2 separate regions of the Sus scrofa genome follow, and region 1 is linked to region 2. The links are chromatin contacts, called in public Hi-C maps. All regions are on one chromosome and are shown on one strand. Each heading gives the region's core, a stretch centred on a gene start, on an enhancer-like site or on the middle of the called end of the contact. The rest is flanking DNA. Distances are from core to core; before and after follow the strand shown.

Region 1 (6,574 bases), core at 847-3,346, 150 kb before region 2:
CAAGCTGTAGTGTAGGTCACAGATGCAGCTCAGATCTGGTGTGGCTGTGGCTGTGGTGTAGGCCTGCAGCTCGACCTCCAATTCAACCCCTAGCCTGGGAACGTCCCTACGCTGCAGGAGAAAAAATAAAGATTTTCAAAGGGTTTTTTAAAACCCTTAATAAATGCGTTGTTATAGGCAGAGCGCTTCTATTGGGGATGATGAAATGTTCTGAAAATGGCTCGTGGTCAAGTACGTTATGAATGTACTGAAGGCCGCTGAACTGTACGTTTACAAATGGCCAGGATGGTGAACTTTCTATTAGGCGCACGTGACCACAAGACAAATGTGTAAGTGCAAGGTTGTGAAAGCGAGGCTTCTGCCTGTTACACCCTCCCTCTGTGCATCACCTCCTGGATGACGAGGTCGGCTGAGCTCTGCACCCTCCTGCGTTTCACCGGAGACTTCTGCTGCGAGTCCACCATGGCCCGGTAGGTCATCGTCTGTAACTCGTAGTCCTGTGCAAAGGAACCAGTGAGGTCACGTTCACCCAGCTCCGCCTGGGGGGGTCCCTCTACTGTGATCTAACGCAGGGAAACCTAACCGGGTCTCGCCAACTTTCAGAAAATACTGCAGAACCCCGTTTTCAGGAATCGCTCCAATCCCGAGATGTTTCCAGGGGGTGATACAAGTCAGAAACATTCAGGGTGGCCAGGAAAGGTCCCACATCCCGTGGGGACACTTAGGGCCAATGCACTGGTATTCCCAGCCTCCCTCTCCTCTGGTGAGGAAGTAGATCTGAGGATCTAGGTGGTGGAAGCTGAGCTTGGGGGGCGACTCAGCACAGGGAGGACAGTCCTAAGGTCGAAGTTCTCCCGTGGAAAGTTCCAGCAAGGTGGGGAGGGATCAGCAAGGCGGTAAGAGTCAGATTCCAGAGCTACGTGGGGTGGGTGTGCTATGCACATGTGTGGCGGAGGCATAAAAGAACCCGGGGTCACCCTGGGACTCAGGTTCCCACAAAGAATGAACAGATAACTGTCCAAGAGACTCAAGCCAACATGGTTCTCAGTTTTAGCGGAGACGGAACGAAGCCACCCCTGCACGTTACCCTGGACGCAAGGAACCAGCCCGCTCACCTTCACGGCCACGGAGTACTGTTCTGCGAATTTCTGACACTCATCCATTTTGCTCTGTTTCATTTCTATTTCCGACACCAGCATCTATAAACACACAGTGGAGGAGAAAGAGGACAAGGATGTCTATACTGTCCGGTAACTAAGATCCCAGGCCCCAAGGAATACCCACACCACTTAATAACACAGCCCTTTCCCCCGGCAGCACTTGATGTCCTCTGGCTTGCGGCTAGAGCACAAACTTTCAACGGTAAGCCACTAAGTGACACACCCTCACGGGGCTTCCACAGCAGAAATTACGAAACTCCACAGGAACGATCTAAAAGAAGACTCGAGACCCTTGGTCCCCACGTAATCCCGATCTAAAGAGGCTAGAAATGACTGGCCATCAGGATGGAACAAAAATCCCAAAGCATTTAACTGTCAAATGCGGCTGCTCAGTTTTCTACAACTAACAATCTCTAGTTATCTAGGATCCCAGGAAAAGTGCCAGAGAGATTTCCATGCCGGGATGAAATGATTATTAGGACTTGGAACACTGTGCCAGCACGCTGCTTTATATTATTCCGTACGCCTTCAAAAATGACATCCAAGAAATCCATGCAATGCAGGCATGTCTGAGTAAGATCTTAGTATTTAGGACTCCCCATCCCCCTCCCTCAAAAGTGGACTTATCTTTTTTCTTTTCTTTTTTTTTACATTGGATGACTTATTCTTTGAATGAGAAAGGAAGATAAAAGTCGTGAGCGACCAAATGCAGACACAACCTCAGTACAAGGAATCGTTATTGACGCACCTTTTGCTGATTCAACTGTGTGGCGAGGGTTTTGCTATTTTCAGGCTGATTTTCCTGAATCTTTCTCTGAGTCGTCTCAACCTGCTGGATCCAGTCATCCAGAGGATGATAGGAGTCTCTGTACTGCTTCAGCGACTTGCCCAGGCCTTCCAGGTCACGTAACCTGAGAGAGGAACCACGGAACAGTCACGGCTTCCAGCAGAGGCGGGAGGTGTGGAGAAGGAGGGACAAAGTAACTGTCCTGGGGTGCAGCCAGCACCACAGGGGTGCGTCCAGGAACTAAAGCCACAGCACCCCAGGCCCATCTCCAAGGGCCCCCCCTGCCTCATTTGAGCTTTTAAACTAGTTTACTCCCGCTGTTGTACTGATTATCCTGGGAATGAGCCCAAGAGACTAAAAGCAGGAAAATTGGGGAGTTCCTGTTGTGGCTGAGCAGGTTAAGAACCCGATTAGAATCCATGAGGATGTGCATTCAATACCGGGTTTCTCTCAGTGGGTTAAGGATCCGGCGTTGCCGTGAGCTATGGTGTAGGTCACAGATGCAGCTCGGATCCCGGGTTGCTGTGGCTGTGGTGTAGGCTGGTGGCTACAGCTCCCATTTGACCCCTAGTCTGGAAACTTCCATGTGCTGCAGGTGCAGCCCTAAAAAGGAAAAAAAACCCGTAAAAAAATGAATAAGACTATTCCTTTTGTGTTAGGATGAGCCTCCCATACCACCTATTTCCCTCTGCTTTTTCATTTCAGTCACTGGGAAATCATTTCAACTTTCTTATATCTTTGATGAAAATGAGCATCAGGGGAGTTCCCGTTGTGGCTCAGCGGTTAATGAATCTGACTAGGAGCCATGAGGTTGCGGGTTCGATCCCTGGCCTCTCTCAGTGGGTTAAGGATCCGGTGTTGCCATGAGCTGTGGTGTAGGTCGAAGACGAGGCTCAGGTCCAGCATTGCTGTGGCTCTGGTGTAGGCCGGCAGCGGTAGCTCCGATTAGACGCCTAGCCTGGGAACCTCCATATGCCATGGGAGGCCCTAGAAAAGGGCAAAAAAAGACAACATAAAATAAAATAAAATAAAATAAAATAAAATAAAATAAAATAAAATGAGCATCAGGGCGTTTCCGTTTCTTTACACCTCTTTTTTTTTCTGGCTATACCTGCAGCATGTGGAAGTTCCCAGGTCAGGGATGGAACCTGCGGCACCACAGCAGTGACAACGCCGGATCTTTAACCCACTGAGCCACCAGGGAACTCTCTTTATTTATCTTTATTTATTTATCTATTTATTTATTTATCTATTTATTTATCTAGTGTAAATGTTACATCCAGCTCTAGGAAATGCATGACCCACGCTCCTCTTACTAAGTCATGGTTATTTGGACATTACAACTTGTTGAAAATTAGAGAACTATATTGTTTTTTTCCTTCAAAAAAAGGCAAATAGACTAACCATACACATGTCAGAGTAGATCAATAGTTGTCATAACATGGAACTAAAAATATTTATTTGTAAGTTAAAGATCTTGCTAAAGTCCATCCTATGAAAAAGAAATGGAATTAGAGCCTTGCAATGAACACAACGAACTTTATATGGATATTAACTCTACAGAATTAATTACATAAGGCAGATAAATGCCTAACACGCCAAGACTACCCAGAATACTCAAGAGAAAGATTAAATCTGAGCTAAAACCGAATGGAAAAGGCACTGACTTATTGTCAATCTGTATGTGAACATTTTGCCACCTCTCCACCAGCTGATCTGCTTTTTCTTTGTGCCAGTCAAGGTCAAGGTCACGCTCCTTGTAAGTTTTAAACATCTCATCACTGATGGTCTTGGCTCTCTGCAGCTCATCCTCCAGAGCGTGGAAGACCTCTCTCTTTTCATCAACCTCTGATCTCCATCGCTGAAACACACCAGTTGGTGAAAGTTAATGAAAGGTGTCGACCCCTCCCTGGGCGAACACATTATTCACCTGATTTTACAATTCTTACAAATGACTGAGATAAAACCAGACAATGGAAAGAATATCTTTCATAGACATAATATTACACGAGGCTGTACTTATAAAAAGCCAATATTTAACTGTATTTTGACCTAAAAAAAAAAAAAAATCAATAATCTTTGGGAGTTCCCTGGTGTCTCAGTGGGTTAAGGATCCAGTATTGCCACTACTGTGTCTTGGGTCACTGTCACGGGGAGGGTTCGATCCCTAGCCCAGCAACTTCCACATGCCTTGACCATGGCCAAAAACCCCCACAAAAGATCATCCGATTTTTTAAAAAATCAACAATTTAATAAAGTTCGGCCTAAGAGAATCTACATATGAATAAAATAAAACAAATTCCATAAGCAAGTCTGCTACCTCAATAAGTCTTTTTCATTGTTTAAAAATGAATACATGCATTAAAAGTCACTGAGATAACTTTTCACAACTACTATGCACCAGCTTTACTCAGGGTTTTCTGAACAGAATAACAGAAATAGTCAAGCACAACTACCAGTCTTTTTTCTTCCTAGATTAACTAACTCCCCTACTTATTTCCTTGATTTCTTAAAGTAACTGCTTCTTTAAGGAAACTATTACAAATATTTACTTTTTAGCTTCAACTCCTCTTGTTGCCAACATGAACTGCCTATAAAAACCTGTCAAAAAGATTCAAATTTCAAACTAAATCTGCAAAGAAAAGAATCTGAAAAAGAATATATATATGTATATATATCACTGAATCACTGTGCTGCACACCTGACACTAACACAACATTATAAATCAACTGCACTTCAATGAAAAAAAAACCACAAAACTTCAAACAAGAACTCACCTCAAATTAAAAATGACAATTTAACTTATTTACAGTAAGTCATGACAGGACACGGAATGAATATAAATGTATTCAAGTGAAGATATTTAATGTTTGGTGTCTGAAGACCTGAGTCAAGTGCTAGAGAAATACTTTTAAAAGACAATCTGAAAAAATAGCCAGCAGTAAGGTCATACCTTTAAAGTACTTATTAGATTCTCAATGTTATTTTTGTCAGCTATAACTGCTTCCTCTTCACACAGTTTCGTTTCATAGAGCTTTACAAGGGCTTCTGCAGCTTGAGTGTTTTTTAACACCAAGTTAACAGTTTTCAGCCTAGAAAAGAGAATCAAACATTTCCCCCTTTTGGTAAGCATTTATTTTCCCACAGTGCAGTCCTAAAGCACCATTAGGGGGCATGATACAGTATGTTCTTCATCTTGGGACACCAACACATTTACTACCAGATTAACGTCCAGCTAACTGTCTGCTTACAGAACCCACGCCCTGCCCCAGTGGTGGCCTTTAGCAGGAGATCCCACCAGAATAAGGCTTCTTTCAAACCTACTTTGGACCAAGCCTGGGAGGAAAGTCCTATACTCTACAACAGGTGAGCTACCAAAACTACAGGCAGAAAGTAGGAAGATCACTAATGCCCTGAATGCTCTGGTCTCCGAGACCCCCTCCCTTTCAACATGAAGAAACAGCATAAATCAATAGAAATCATAAATATATGTGTCCTTAAGACAAGAAAATCTATATTCTTAAAAATGAGCAGCACGTATATAAAAATGGCCATTGTGCGAAGCCAGTTTATACAGTTTATAGTATGTACTTTTCAATGTAGGTGGAGGACATGGAATAGACGTGGTTCATGCTCTGGACGACCACACTGAGCTCAGAGCGCAATGTGGGGGCTGAGGAAGAAGCAGCTGCTTGACTGAAGAAGTCTTCACATTTGTTTGTGATGGTGGCCAAGTCATCTTTAAGTCGCTCCAGCTCTTTCTTTAGTTTCTATAAAACAGAGAACAAAGATGGGGGTCAGGCCACCACTCCAGATGGGGTCTCTTCCTTCAAAGACTTTAAAAACACACACTGGAGTTCCCGTCGTGGCGCAGTGGTTAACGAATCCGACTAGGAACCATGAGGTTGTGGGTTCGGTCCCTGCCCTTGCTCAGTGGGTTAACGATCCGGCGTTGCCATGAGCTGTGGTGTAGGTTGCAGACGCAGCTCGGATCCCACGTTGCTGTGGCTCTGGCGTAGGTCGGCAACTACAGCTCCAATTAGACCCCTAGCCTGGGAACCTCCATATGCCGCGGAAGCGGCCCAAAGAAATAGAAAAAAGACAAAAAAAAAAACCAACCAAAAAACACACTGCAGAGGAGTTCCCTAGTGATCAAGTGGTTGGGACTCTTTCACAGCTGTGGCCTGGGGTTGATCCCTGGTCTGGGAACTGAGATCCCATATCAAGCCATTGCACACCACATCCAAATAAAATAAAATAAAATTCCATCAAAAAAAAAAAAAAAAACACATTTCACTGACTTAAACAGGTACGTATACATTACTGTCTATCAAGGAAACAAAGGCAAAACCCATCAAGTTTAATGATTCCCTTACTGCCCATCTCCTCAGCCCAAGCATCCATCTAACCCAGAGCTTGTGGGTTGAGCAGAGGAGAAACAATGAGAAGCCTCACAGCCTCCCTAGAATTGGGTTTACCTGTGTTTACCTGAGTCAGAGGCAGAAGTGAATTACAGAATCCTGCCTACAGGCAGGGATAAATATGCAATCAGACTTCACCCAGCGGCAGCAGCCGCAGGCAGAGGGGAGCATGTGAGAAGGCAGGGATCAACAGCCAAGCCCCTGAG
Region 2 (6,381 bases), core at 1,409-3,908:
AACAGGCGGAGCGCAGTGCAGTTGTAAAAATCGGCTCTCAAAGGCTATTCATCTAAAACATTATTCCCTGCCCTCAAAATGCTTAGTCTCATGTTACCTTATGATCCATATCCTGCCCAATTCCCAAATGGAGTTACTATGACACACAGAAAAGGGACACGGAAAGCGGAAATGAAATCTCAAGAAGCAAGAGTGGGGAAAGCTCCACAACTATTTCCATGATTCGAGCTAAAGAGTAACGTTTCAATGTTCCTTAGATGACTTCCTCCATCAAACCCCGTCATTTCTCTCCTTGCCCCACGAAGCTGCCCTTCGCCGCATCCACATCGGTGACAATGGTACAGGTATGTGATGACGTCATCGATGTCAGGCCCCCACTGGACTCCTTCAAAGCAGGTAAAGGAGATTAGTAATACAACAGTAACCAGAAAGCCATACCTGTGGTAAAAAGTTAGGTTCAGAGAACTTAAACAAATAAGAAAGGTCCCAGCTTGAAACTGTCCCACCCAGAACTGTGGTCTTGTCATGACACTAGACAGGGCGATGTGACCTGTGTTGTGCACGTTATCTTCCAGCTGTCAAAGTAGCGACATAATAAACACACCTTCGTGGTTAAGCAGGACACCAGCCTAATTTAATCCAAAAGATCGTAACTGCACCTAACGTCAAAGCCTGTGAGTAAATTTCAACCCTGAGCGTGAGACACCCTAATCTGTTCCCTTCATCTTCCCAGAACTGGAGCTTTGCGACCACTGCTGATAGGACACAACTGCCGTGCTCCCTGTGCCCAGTTCTTCAAAGTCATACAGGTTCGAAAAGATGAACTAGAATCTTCCCCATACTAGTTTTTGCTGCTCCTTAAAGTGGGACTCTCGGGGGGGAAAAACAAACAAACAAACAAACAAACAAACAAAAAAACCTGCTGCCTTTAAGCATGTAAACAAACAAATAACCAGCCAGGAAACTAACTATTGAGGAATAAAGTGGAAGTTGGAGAAAAGAGAGCTCCGTTTATTAAAAAACAAACCAACAAAAAAAAACCCTTTCTTCTGGACAGTATACATACAGCCTGAGAGCCACCACATCTCAGAATAACTTGTGTTTTAAAATGAACACTGACCATCCAATTACCAAGAGGTATTTTAACTGAATTCCTGTTAGATAATAGAGTCTCTTCAAAAGGGAACAGAATGAAAAACATTACCTAAGAAAACTGGGCATCACTTTGGAAGTTCATAAATTCTTTTTCACGGGGCCCCCAATTTAGATGAGCGCTAATCCTCACCCTGGTATGCGACTAAAATTGTCTGCGAAGAGCAGTTGTCCCCCGACATTCTGGCTGTGGCTGTCACGTAATAGTTCAAGAATGCAGTGTCATTTAAGGAGACACCAGAATTTCCCGAATCGAATGTGGAGTGTGAGGACGTCTGTACATTACATGGTAAAAATGTTTATCTCCAACAATTCGAAAGTTATAAATCATTGTCAAAGAAGTACAAAGGCCCTGGGTCAAAATATTCACGTAGATGTTTTAGTTTTGCGTATTTGTGGGTAAAATGGCAAGACTCCATTTGCCTATGCAAAAAATAGAAATATCTGTTCCCTGTTTGCCACAAACACTGACTGCACAAACATAACAGCAAAATTAATCACAACCAGGGGTTAAAATGGCACAAAACACAGAGTCATTAGCAGTGTGGGGATCACAGGTCCCTTGGAGAATCTGGTGAAATCTGCAGGCTTCCTTTCAAATGCACATCACACATGTACACAGACACCAAATTTTACCTACAAGTTCAGGGAGTGCGTGACCTTTTAAGCTCAGCTGCAAAATGTTTTCTCACCCTACTGCAAGGTTACATCAGAGTCACCAGGCTGGTGCGTGGTCTGTGCAATCATAACCTCAAGTGTGAATATTCAAGCGAGAAAATAAAAGAACCCCAGCATTACTAAGAAACTGCTTTCCTTAAGAGACACCGCAGCAGAAGCAGGGGAAAGTTACACCTGATCAGGTGGGCTCCAGGCTATTTTAAACGTCAGGGTTGAGCAATGGGAAGAAAACTGACCTATCCAAATATCAACTTTTAAAAGTAAGTATAATTTTAGACTGTGGGCCAACTTCTGCCATATAAGCACTTTATCATTTGGCAAAACCAAATGTCAAATTTACACCTTAATGGACAGAGTAAATTTTTCAGTATAACATCTGAATTCTTTTATGAAGGGGAAAACATGAATAAAAAGAGACCTAAGTTCTTTATGAGCTGAATCAAGAGATGTTTCTTTCTTTCTTTTTTTTTCTTTTGGCTTTTTGCCTTTTTCTAGGGCTGCTCCTGCGGCATATGGAGGTTCCCAGGCTAGGATCGGAGCTGTAGCCGCCGGCCTACGCCAGAGTCACAGCACCGCGGGATCCAAGCTGCATCTGCGACCTACACCACAGCTCACAACGCCAGGTCCTTAACCCACTGAGTGAGTCCAGAGATCGAACCCGCAACCTCGTGGTTCCTAGTCGGATTCGTTAACCACTGAGCCATGACTGGAACTCCAAGAGATGTTTCTTAAATGATGTTTCTATGCTCCGATGCTCTCGGTGTGGCAGGGGTCGGGTGGGGGGCTGTGGCCAGATTACTCTCTCCTGCGAGTCAAACGTACAAATGTCTTCTGTCCACTACCAGAGCTGCAGCTGGTCCTTCATGTGACTCTGACCACGTGGTTACCAGGCAGCATCTCCAGTCTAAAAAACTACAAAACTAAGGCAACAAACGACATGCTCTTTAAAACTCCCCGTTGTTTTTATTCAGGTTTATATTCAAAAGTAAACAGTGAGAATCAGGGTCACTTAGCAGAAGAGAACATTTCAGATCACAGGTCATTTTGTCACAGGGTGCTCTGAAGTGGCATTACATAGGGCCCAGGGCCCTCAGGAAGGTGGTGGCCACAGGTACATCACAGCAGTGGCCAGCCCCTGGGGACAACCCCCAGGGTAAGCCCGGGACCCCTCGCCTTCTGTTGGCCTGACGACCAGGCTGCCTGCCTTCTGGTGACAGACCAGCCCCCAACTCCCAGCGAAGCCACTCCCAGGCTCCGTGAGATGGTAAATACTGTTTAAAGCTTCTAGGCTGGTGAGTAATTTGTTACATGGAAAATCCCAGCAACATGGATGGAGATGATCCAACCAAGTGAAGTAAGAGAGAGACAAATCTCATATGGGATCACTAACAGGTGGAATCTAATAAAAATAATACAGATGAACTTCATGAAACAGAAATAGACACTCAGACACAGAAAACAAACTTTTGGTTGTGGGAGGGGAATAAATTAGGAGTTTTGGATTAAAAGAAACACACTGCTATACATAAAAGAATTAATCAACAAGGATCTGCTGTATAGCACAGGGAACGTGACTCAATATCCTATAAAAACCTATATGGGAAAGGAATCTGAAAAAGTATATATATAAAACAGAATCACTTTGCTGTTCACCTGAAACTAACACAACAGATAAGCAATGAGATCCTGCTGTGTAGCACTGGGAACTATATCTAGTCACTTATGACGGAGCATGATAATGTGAGAAAAAGAATGTATACATGTATGCGTAACTGGGTCACCTTGCTGTATAGTAGAAAGCTGACAGAACCCTGCAAACCAGCTATAATGGAAAAAAAAATTAAAATCATTAAAATTAAAAAAAAAATACTAACACAACATTGTAGGTCAACTATTCCACAACTTTAAACGTTCGTTATGCAGAATAGATAACTAGTACACTTGTCTTTTTTTTTTTTTTTTTTTTTTTTTGGTTTTTTAGGGCCTCACCCACAGCATACAGAGGTTCCCAGGCTAGGGGCTGATTTGGAGCTGTAACCGCCAGCCTACACCACAGCCACGGCAACGCGGGATCCCAGCCACATCTGCAAGCTACACCACAGCTCACGGCAACACCAGATCCTTAACCCACTGAGCAGGGCCAGGGATCAAACCTGTGTCCTCATGGATGCTAGTCAGACTCATTAACAGCTGAGCCATGGCGGGCACTCCCGACCTGTCTTTATATTCTTTTCTGAGCCTCGGGCCCTCCTAAGTACTGGTCACCAGGTAACATTTCTTCACTGTGCGTCCCGTATAACCACCCCCATACTGAATTAACATGCTTTTTTCACTTCCTCTCCCCGACCCAGACAAACACCACAAAAGCCTACACACCTACAGACAAAAGGCTGCCGTCTGCACACCTCTTACCCAACACACTCAGGAGACCGACCGGCCGGCCCGCCCCGTCCGTGACCATGGGGAGGTGAGACCAAGCAAGGCCTTGTGGGCTCCTGCGCACACAGGCTTTCCTGTATCCCCCATTTCTTGTTTTTGGGGAATGGGCTTCAGCCTCCCTGACCTTGCCTGGGTTCCAAAAAGCAGGTGCAGAGAGTTGCTAATCCGGGAAGGGAGGGGGGTGAAGAGACCAGCGAGGAACAGTCAAGAGACAGCGGTACAGCCTTGGGGCAGGGCCCTGGTCCCCCTCCGGGAACGTGGATAACAATACTTTTGAGTTCATCCACAGAGCTAAAGCCCTCAACAAATGGAAGATGTCAATGAAGCCTTCTTCATTTCCAGAGAGAAGGATCACCGGCTCTGAAAAGCCATGCAAGCTTGCCTCTCCCCTGATCCTTATCTGCGGCCCTGTTTTCCACTCCCCAAACTATAAAACCACCTCCCAATCTCTCCCAGGGGGGGCACAGTCTTTAAGACATTAGTCTGCTGTGGCCTCCTTTGCCTGGCAAAGCAACAAAGCTATCTTGTTCTCTCTCCTTCACCCAAAACCCTGTCTCTGCATTTGTATTTGGCACCAACAGACAGAGGCCAAGGGTCAGCAACAGGCTGAGCTCAAGGCGAGGGGGACGCAGGAACCAGGGTGACCCCCTGCTCAGCTTCTGCCAATCGTTGCCTTGGAATATGAGGGCCAAGGGTTACCAGATGGCCTGTTTTGTTTTTTCAAAAGAAGGCTAACCTCTGCATTTGTAAATGAAATTGCCCCTTTTTTTTTTTTTTGGTTTTTAGGGCCGCAGCATATGGAGGTTCCCAGGCTAGGGGTCAAATCAGAGCTGGAGCTGCCTGCCTATACCACAGCCACAGCAACGCAGGATCCAAGCCGCGTCTGCAACCTACACCACGGCTCATGGCAACGCCGGATCCTTAACCCACTGAGCGAGGCCAGGGATCGAACCCGAAACCTCATGGTTCCTAGTCAGATTCGTTCCCACTGCGCCATGATGGGAACTCCTAAATTGCCCAATTTTTAAACACAGTTTAAAATTTTACAATAGTACACAGGATAAAACGTAGCTACTGTCTGGATTCAGCCTGTGGACCGTCGACTTCTGGTCTCCACTCTAAATTAATCTTCCTAGAATTTCTCTCGGATCCACCTTCCTCAAAAGAACCTGTGAGCTTCTTAAGGGAAATGGAGCCACTCCACCTGGCTTTGACCACAGCTTGCACACGGCCCCAACTTACCCTTCCAGCCTCCCAGACCCCTTGGGAATGTTCTGTTCCGGCAGCCTGTCCGACTCCCTCTGCAAGAACCGTGTGTTTACGCTGACAATGTTCCAGCCCACTGCCCCATCCACACCCCGCCCACATCTGAAACCAAAGGTCCCTTCCTCCGGCAAAGCCTCTCGATTGCCCAGCCCGCTTCTGAAGTCCTGCAGCCAAGCACTGTGACAACACGCGTGTAATCATTAACCTGGGGTCAGTGGCTGGTGCTACCATCTTGGACTTGCACTTGAACCTGGTATATTCATTCAGCTTTCCAAACACTTAGACTGTTGAGTAGTGATTCCGTAATACTGTATCTAGGATACACTGGATTTGGTTCATTCACAAACCACGAAGCCCAGAGGCCTCCCTGACTGTACTGGGTGCTCAAGACTATACACAAAGATGACTATACACAGTCCGTGATGTCAGGCTGCTCACAGATCACTGGGGCAGCGAGATGCAAGCAGCTCCCTCCCTTAGCACCGACAACAAGGCGTGCTTCGGGAAATCGATGGGGCAGAAACCCAGCTCTTCCACAAAGACAGGATCCATGGAAGGAGGTGACAGTGGAAGGGGGCTGGGAATAATCAATGATTCGTCACAATAAAGAAGCCTCCCCCACCCCACCCCTGTGCCCTCCCGGGCCAGCAGGGGCCTTGCAGGATTCTGGGCACCCCTGGCATCATCAGCATCTCCCGGCTCACAGAATCCAAGCTGCTTGGTTGATTAACATTAACTGTCTCCATCTTACCTCTGAACAGAAGTCCAGCCATCATAATTATGCATAAAACAGGTGCCAGTAAATAGCTCCCTTATTAACTGAAAACCAGTCTAATGTTTTACCAG

What was found. A called contact is a pair of places that touch in the nucleus more often than the background predicts.
Region 1: a contact with region 2 is called in a Hi-C map of skeletal muscle, with 4 times the contacts expected there. The contact joins two enhancer-like sites. A contact is called at or near these places in 3 of 47 Hi-C or Micro-C datasets (embryonic fibroblasts and skeletal muscle) and 1 of 2 datasets of contacts at active chromatin or transcription factors (skeletal muscle).

What each region holds. Positions count from the first base shown.
Region 1 is chr7:29,128,658-29,135,231 of Sscrofa11.1, reverse strand. It overlaps DST (dystonin), which reads right to left. Exons shown (of 101, transcript XM_021098579.1): 30 at 5,539-5,717; 31 at 4,901-5,039; 32 at 3,615-3,808; 33 at 1,909-2,071; 34 at 1,116-1,199; 35 at 390-497. Among named protein-coding and RNA genes, the nearest start is that of COL21A1, 280 kb to the left of the region's middle. Within about 2 kb of position 2,096, at least 1 of the 83 cell types and tissues checked has an H3K27ac peak or open chromatin away from gene starts, as enhancers often do. A contact at or near this core is called in skeletal muscle, where this site is marked.
Region 2 is chr7:28,982,483-28,988,863 of Sscrofa11.1, reverse strand. All of the region lies in intron 4 of DST (dystonin), which reads right to left. Among named protein-coding and RNA genes, the nearest start is that of DST, 170 kb to the right of the region's middle. Within about 2 kb of position 2,658, at least 6 of the 83 cell types and tissues checked have an H3K27ac peak or open chromatin away from gene starts, as enhancers often do. A contact at or near this core is called in skeletal muscle, where this site is marked.